Linked DNA regions of Callithrix jacchus: region 1 is linked to region 2. Evidence: chromatin contacts called from public Hi-C data. All regions are on one chromosome and are shown on one strand. Each heading gives the region's core, a stretch centred on a gene start, on an enhancer-like site or on the middle of the called end of the contact. The rest is flanking DNA. Distances are from core to core; before and after follow the strand shown.

The links. A called contact is a pair of places that touch in the nucleus more often than the background predicts.
Region 1: a contact with region 2 is called in a Hi-C map of induced pluripotent stem cells, with 1.8 times the contacts expected there. The contact joins the enhancer-like site here to the promoter of AP5B1 in region 2. A contact is called at or near these places in 2 of 3 Hi-C or Micro-C datasets (induced pluripotent stem cells and skeletal muscle).

Annotation. Positions count from the first base shown.
Region 1 is chr10:122,894,987-122,898,634 of calJac240_pri, reverse strand. The region is part of intron 4 of LOC103796388 (a long non-coding RNA gene); the gene reads left to right. Among named protein-coding and RNA genes, the nearest start is that of SNX32, 14 kb to the left of the region's middle. Within about 2 kb of position 2,199, at least 6 of the 16 cell types and tissues checked have an H3K27ac peak or open chromatin away from gene starts, as enhancers often do.
Region 2 is chr10:122,858,211-122,862,090 of calJac240_pri, reverse strand. AP5B1 (adaptor related protein complex 5 subunit beta 1) reads left to right here and starts at 1,921. Exons shown (of 2, transcript XM_002755607.5): 1 at 1,921-2,443; 2 at 2,543-3,880. The coding sequence starts at 2,294.

The sequences.
Region 1 (3,648 bases), core at 950-3,449, 36 kb before region 2:
CTCCCAAAATGCTGGGAATTACAAGCATAATCCACCGTGCCCGGCTCCTTTTTCTTTTTAAAATAGAGATGGTGTCTCCCTTTATTGCCCAAGCTGGATTTGAAACTTGGGCTCAAGTGATCCCCCAACCTCAGTCTCCTGAGTAGCTGGGATTATAGGCACTCACCACTGAGCCTGCCCTTTCATTTTTATTTTATTTTATTTATTATTTAGAAGCAGGGTCTTGCTCTGTCACCCAGGCTGGAGTGCAGTGGTGTGATCATGGTTCACTGTAGCTTCCACCTCCCAGGCTCTAGCAATCTTTCCACCTCAGCCTCACAAGTAGCTGAGACTACAGACGTGTGCCACTGTGCCTGGCTAATTTTTGTATTTTTTGCAGAGATGCAGTTTCACCTTGTTGCCCAGGCTGCTCTTGAACTCCTTGGCTCAAGTGATCCGTCTACCTTGGCCTCCCCCAGTGCTGGTATTACAGGCATGAGTCATTGTGCCTGGCCTTTAAAAAAATTTTTGACACAGAGTCTCACCCTGTCACCAGACAGGAGTGCAGTGGTGCAATCTCGGCTCACCGCAACCTCTGCCTCCCAGGGTGAAGAGACTCTCATGCCTCGGCCTCCTCAGTAGTTGGAATTACAGGTGCGTACCACCATGCCCTGCTATTTTTTCCTATTTTTAGTAGAGACAGGGTTTTACTATGTTGACTCCACTGGTCTCAAACTTCTGACCTTAAGTGATCCACCTATCTACACCTCCCAAAGTGCTAGGAGTACAGGCAAGAGCACCGCGCCCGGCCTCTTTGGCCTCATTTTTAATATGAACTTGAGTTACCACTCTGGAAACAGGATTTTCCCCCATATCTGACTTTGTCCTTTCTGTTTCTGGCTAACCTCCACCAGCTCGTAGGCTTCATTCATGTGTGTTCAACAGCGATGTATCAAGCACCTACTGTGTGACAGGCACTATGCTAGGCAGATTCTGGAAACACAACAGTGACAGTGACAGGGAGGTCCCTGAATCCACAGGACTCACAGTGTGGTGGAGGATTTTGACAGTGTATGGATAATTGCCAGAAAACTAATTTAAATTATGATACATGCTTTTAAGAAAAAATGTGAACTGGGCACGGTGGCTCATGCCTGTAATCCCAGCGCTGTGAGAGGCTGAGGCAGGTGGATCACAAGGTCAGGAGTTTGAGACCAGCCTGACCAACATAGTGAAACCCCATCTCTACTAAAAATACAAACATTAGCCAGACATGGTGAAGCGCTCCTGTGATCCCAGCTACTCAGGAAGCTGAGGCAAGAGAATCGCTTGAACCTGAGAGGAGGAGATTGCAGTGAGCCGAGATCACGCCAATGCACTCTAGCCTGGGCCACAGCGGGACTCCGTCTCAAAAAAAAAAGAAAAAAATTATTTGAAAATCCCATTAGCCGGGCACGGTGACTCATGCCTGTAATCCTAGCACTTTGGGAGGCTGAGGTGGATGGATCACCTGAGGTCAGGAGTTCAAAACCAGCCCAGCCATCATGGTGAAACCCCATCTTAAAAAAAAAGAAAAAAGAAAATCATGTTAAATACATTTGTGGAGTTATCGAAGCTACTAGAAGAGAGATGCCACTCTTAGAACAACATGACCGTGGTTTTTATAACTGTGCTCCTAGTTAAGATACGGGGGAGAAGCATGACCTCAGGGAGGTAACCTGGATTTTGCTAGGGCCTAAGCAGGAGGCCTTCCCAGGGAGAAACAGCGAAGCTTCCTTCATTTGCTCCTGGTCACCCTCCGGGGGGTGCAAAGGCAGATAGTGTTGCTGTCGTAGCCATTTGAGAGATGTGGAAACTGAGGCTTGGCTGGGCGTGCTTGCCACCTAGCGGGGCTGGCGTCTGATACTTGCTTTAGTCAACGGTCAGAGCGTTTGTCCGACAGGGGGCAGTGGCGCGCGCGCGGGACCATCCGGCAACCGCGCGCGAGGCGCTCCCGGCCTTCCAGGAGGGGGCGCCGCTGAGCCGGCCTCGGATCGCCGCTCCTGCCCTCAGCCCCCGCCCGGAGCCCGGCACTCGTGACCTCGCCAGCTCTCAGGTCCCCGGGGCATTTTCGTGCTCGCTAATGTGCGCCTCTGTGTATTCTTAGATGCTGGTTTCTTCATCAAGCGGCGGAATAACGCATCAGGGCAGGTGACCCACGTCACCGGGGTGATGCGCTGGTGCTCGCCGGGGCGGGCGCGGCGCCTGCGGGAGCCGGGCGGCCGGCTGGGTGTCGGGGCGCCGCGTGGGGGCCGAGCCGCGCCCGCACGTCCCTCAGGTAGGCGCGACCCGAGTTTCTTTAGACAGGATGACCTGGCAGCGCTTCCACCCCACCCACGGCGAGTTTCGCTTTCCTAATGTGGTTAAAAAGTGCGTTCTAACTGAAGTGGGGTGGTTGAACAGGTTTCAACATTTTACTTACTTTTTTATTGTTTGTTTTCGATTTCTTCCTTCTGGTAGGTCTCTTTCTTTTTCTGTCAAGAAGATGTCCAGAACTCCTCTTTGGCATTCGTTCAAAGTCCAGTTCTAATAGCTTTTGGGCTGTGGTTTAATTTTAACCATAAAGCCTTCTTTTGGGATAATTACTTTTGAATCTGGAAAGAGCCAGCTAGATAGAGGGCCATAAATACCCGCCTTCGGGGAATGTGCAGGCTGTGACGTTCCTTCCTACTAGCATCTCTCTCTTTTCTCTCTGTTTTTGAGACAGGGTCTGGCTCTGTTGCCCAGGCTGGAGTCCAGTGGCACAAACACAGCTCACTGCAGCCTCAACCTCCTGGGCTCAAGCGATCCTCCCACTCAGCCTCCCGAGTAGCTAGCTGGGACCACAGGTGTGCATCACTGGCTCATTCTTTTATTTTTTGTAGAGACAAGGTCTTGCTATATTGCCCAGGCTGGTCTCAAACTCCTGGTCTCAAGTGATCCTCCTGCCTCAGCCTCCCAAAGTGCTGGAATAACAGACCTGAGCCACCATGCCTGGCCTAGCATCTCTCTCTCTTTTTTTTTAAAAAAAAAACGGAGACTGAGGCTGGGTGAGGTGGCTTAAGCTTGTAATCCCAGCTCTTTGGGAGGCCGAGGTGGGTGGATCACGAGGTCAAGAGATAGAGACCATCCTGGCCAACATGGTGAAACCCTGTCTCTACTAAAAATACAAAAAAAAAAATTAGCTGAGCGTGGTGGCGTGCCCCTGTAGTCCCAGCGACCTGGGAGGCTGAGGCAGGAGAATTGCTTGAAACTGGGAGGCGGAGGTTGCAGTGAGCCGAGATCGCACCACTGCACTCCAGCCTGGCACCTGGTGACAGAGCAAGACTCTGTCTCAAAAAAAAAGGAGACTGATGGGGGTTGGGGGGATGCAAACTGAATAAATAGGTGGATTTGGACGAGAGTTTGAACATCTGCTTTAATCAGCTGAATGACGTCTTCTCAGAGCTGTCCTGCGAGCAACCAGGTGGCCTCAGATTTCTGGGACAATCTCAATTTCTGGGACAGAGACACACTGGCCCTTTGTCAGACTACGCATCAGACAGCCACCAATTCCCAGTTCTGAAAACGTGGTCACCAGAGAGACCTGTCAGCAGCCGTAGACATTATCTCCTTGGGAATGACCAGACCCAGGCAGCCCCTGGGGTCCCC
Region 2 (3,880 bases), core at 672-3,171:
AGCCAGCACCACTCGCCCATAGGGAAGCAGACAGGTGGGAACAAGGCCCACCCAGGGACCTGGACACCCAAGAGGGTACCTGGTGCGGGGGGGAGGACCAGGTCAGATGAAGCAAGGGGCTGTTTGTGGAAGTCCAGGCTCCACTCTGAGGGGCTCTGTGACTGAGTGACTGCGCCTCCGTGGCCTTCCCTTTTCTCACCTGTGCCTGGTACCCACCCTTGGTACTTGGGGTTGCTAGGAGCCTCAGTGAGTCTATGTGGATTCGTCCATTGCAGTATTGGAGACCATAGGTGGGTTTCCTCCCTCAGCCCCAAGGAGCCAAGACTCAGGCAGGAGGTGGCAGAGGCCACGCTGTCAGAGGCTGAGCCGGGGGCCGGAGCCAGTGCCAGGCCTCCTGACCCTTGGAAGCCTGTCTCCTCAACTCTGTGAGGGGTTTAATAACCACTTAGTGAAGGTGGGGAGGGCCGAGGATGTGCGGTTACCAGCACCCTCTGGGCTCAGACAGGGAAACCAGACTGGCTCCTGCTGCAGGCCGCCTCCCCTCCCCAGGGCTGCTCTCATCCTGCCCTCTTTCATCTTGGGTTTAATTAGCCAGGCTGCCTCACCCCACAGCCTCTTGGGTGGGAGTTATCACTCCCATTTTATAGATGGGGAAACTGAGGTACCTAGAGGGAAGTGGTTTGAGACTGCCCCTTGTGAGTCAACTGTGGAGCCAGGGCCCCGAGGAGCCAGGACGGGGCCTTCTGGCTGGACCTGTCCCTCTGGGTGGGTCCGTATCTCTCCATCCCCGAAGGCACCCAGACAGCCTCCTTTTTGGCACTCTCCACCCCTCGACTCTCTACCACCGCCCATCTGGAGCAGGATGGGGTAGGGAGAGACCAGTTGGCAGTGCCTTGCATGGGGGCTCAGGCCCGTTTCATCTTCAAAGCGGCTAATTAGAGCCAGAGGTGGGTGGTGGGGTTTGGGCGCCGGCGTTCTGTGCTCTGGAAACCGGTGGTCTGTGGGGTACCTGCAACCTGGGCCTCTGGCCTGGGAGAGACCGCGGCCCAGACACCCCCCTCCCCCGAATACCCCCAAACAGCCAGAATCCAGCCCACTGAAGTCAGGAGTGCTGGGTTCCGGCCCTGCTTGGCCCCAGGTCTCGGTTGGCAAGGCTGCCCTCCTCGCGGGCCTTGTTTTCCCCATCACTAGGCGTGCCTTGAGCCCCGTGACCGGCCAGGCCCTGACAGCCCGCACTTCCCGATTATGGATCCCGTTGTTTTCAACTTAGGGCCCTGCCCTGCCCTCGCCGTCACGACCCCTGCGGGCCGCCAGCGCGGCCTCGAGCAAACAAAGGTCAGCAGCTCCCGGAGGGCCGCAACCGCGGCGCCGGCTCCTCGCCCCCAAGCCGAGCGGGTGGGGGGCCTGGGCAGGCGTCAGGGAAGCGAAGCCAAGCCCTGCGGCGCCCGCCCGACCGGTTCAGCTGGGGCGCCCTTCCTGCGGGCGCCCTGCGACCGCACCTTGCTAACCCCCAGCGGCCACTCCGGGAGCCCCAGGACCCGCACCCACGCCCCCCGGGGCCGCGGGGCCGGCGCAGGGTGCGGTGCACCCCGGCGCAGGCGGGGGGCGCGCTGGATGCCGCCCTGCGCGGCTTGGCGGGCGCTGGTGGGGCAGGGCCGCTGTCCGCCGAGGACCGCGGAATCGCAGCCCCGCGCCGCGGGATCCGGGATCGGGGGCCCAGGCTCACCCCGCTCCGCCGCCCCGACTCACTCCCCTCCGCCTTTCCTGCCCGGGCCTGCGGCGGTTTCTGGGAAGAGGGCCTGCGCGGCGGGACAGTTAGCCCCCGCGAAACCGGCGAGTAGGCACCTGCGGGAGGCGGCGGCCCCGTTACGCCCCGCCCCGCCCAGACCCAGCCGCCCCCGCGCCCCGCCCCGCGCAGCCAGCCCGGAAGGAGACGGCCGGCCTGAGCGCCCGCAGCGGCTGAGTCAGGCGGCGAGCGCAGCCCGTTACCGCGGGCGCCGGGGGCCCGGGCGGCTCTGTGGTTTCGGTGCGAGCCGCGGGCGAGAGGGCGGCGGCCTAACGAGCTCTCCGCACGCACCCGCCCTCGCCCCCTCCCCGCTCCTGTCCTGCGGGGGCCCAGGCGTCGGCCCGGAGAGCCTTGGTTTCACCGTGGGAGCAGGGCGCGGGTCCCGCCGGCATCTGCGCGGCGGCCAGGGGTGACCGCAGCCCCTTGGGGTCGGCGGCTGGCCCCGCGCTGCTGGCGGCCGCGGCCTGAGGCTCCCTCTCCCCTGCGCGGGGACCCGCGCGCCTCACCATGGGGCCCCTAAGCCGGGACGTCTGGGCCCAGCGCCTGGGGGCCTTCCGGGCCAGCCCGTCCGCCTTCATGGCAGGTCCCGAGGCGGAGGATTTGGGTCGCGACCTGCTGGGCGACCTGAGGAATGAGAAGCTGAGCGAACAGACCAAGGTAGGCCCCCACGTGTCCCCTGCCCCGGCCCGCAGGGTCACCCCAGCCTGCCGCGTCCGGAACCTCATCTTCGTGATTCCCTCCTAATCCCCCATCCAGGTTTCCCTGCTGGCTCTGAGCTTGGAGTACCCAGCCCAGCTGTGGCCGGACGCCACTGCGGCCGAGGTGGCCGCCACCTCCCTGTTGGACACCCTGGTCCTCCTACCCCCGCGGCCCTCAGCTCTCCGCCGGCCCCTGCTGCTGGCGGCCACCACAGCCCTGGCGGTGGGCGGTGCGCTAGGCCCCACCTCGGGCGCCTCCTGCCGGCTTCTGCCCCTACTTCTCGGCCTGGCGGCGGGCAGCGATCTGGGGCGAGGCTTTGTCCCCGCCTCGGAACAGCGTCCCTTGCAGGCCACCGCCTGCGAGTGCCTGCGAGAGCTAGAGAGCTGCAAGCCCGGGCTGCTTGGGGGCTCCCTGGGGCTGCTGCGGGGCCTGCTGGGGCAGGAGGGCCCTGTCCAGCCGCTCAGCCTGCTGCTGTCCCTTGCTTTGCGAAACACCCTGGTGCTCCAGTCCCGGGCTGGGGCTGGCCTGGGGGCACTGCTCACGGCTAGAGTCTCCCCAACTGCGGGTGGTCCCTGGGATTGGGCACTAGTGGAGGAGGGCGATGGACGCCTTCAGCCCCAGGCACCCAGCTGGCCGGCAGCTGAGGAGGGAGACGGGGAGCGTAGCCTTACAGCACGAGGGCACAGCCCTGAGGAGGTGCGGGAGCTGCGGGCTGCGGTGGCCCAGCTTCTGGACACCTCCTATCTACTCACTCCTGTGGCCCAGGCCCAGCTCCTGTGGCTGCTGGGCTGGGCCCTGCGGGGTCTGCAGGGACAGCCACCAGCACTCTTTAAGCCGCAGTTGGTACGGCTGCTAGGCACAGCACAGCTGACACTGCTGCACGCGGTGCTTGCGCTCAAGGCGGCCTTTGGTGAGGCCCTGTTCACAGCCCAGGATGAAACACTGCTGCTCCGCCGGATCACCTTGGCCGCCCAGCACCCTGCCCTGCCTCCATCCACACATCTCTTTTACCTGCACTGCCTCCTGAGCTTCCCCGAGAACTGTCCACTGGGCCCCGAAGGTGAGGAGGCCGCCCCACTGCTGCTAGGGCCCCAGCTATGCCGTGGTCTCCTGCCCAATCTGCTGCATGAGCCGACAGCCCTCCTGGCCCGCCTGCATTTGTTGTGCCTGCTCTGTGCCGAAGATGAAGAAGAGGAGGAGAAAGGCCAGCTTCCAAGCCCAGGGCACTACCTGGAAGAGCTGCTGGCCGGCTTGTGGCAGAGGGCAGCACTGGAAGGGGGACCCCGGGCCTTGGCCACTCTCTGTTTCCAGGCCTCATACCTGGTTGCCCGTTGCCTGGCTGGGCAACCTACTGTGCTGACCCCCTTGATCCACGGACTGGCCCAGCTGTACCGA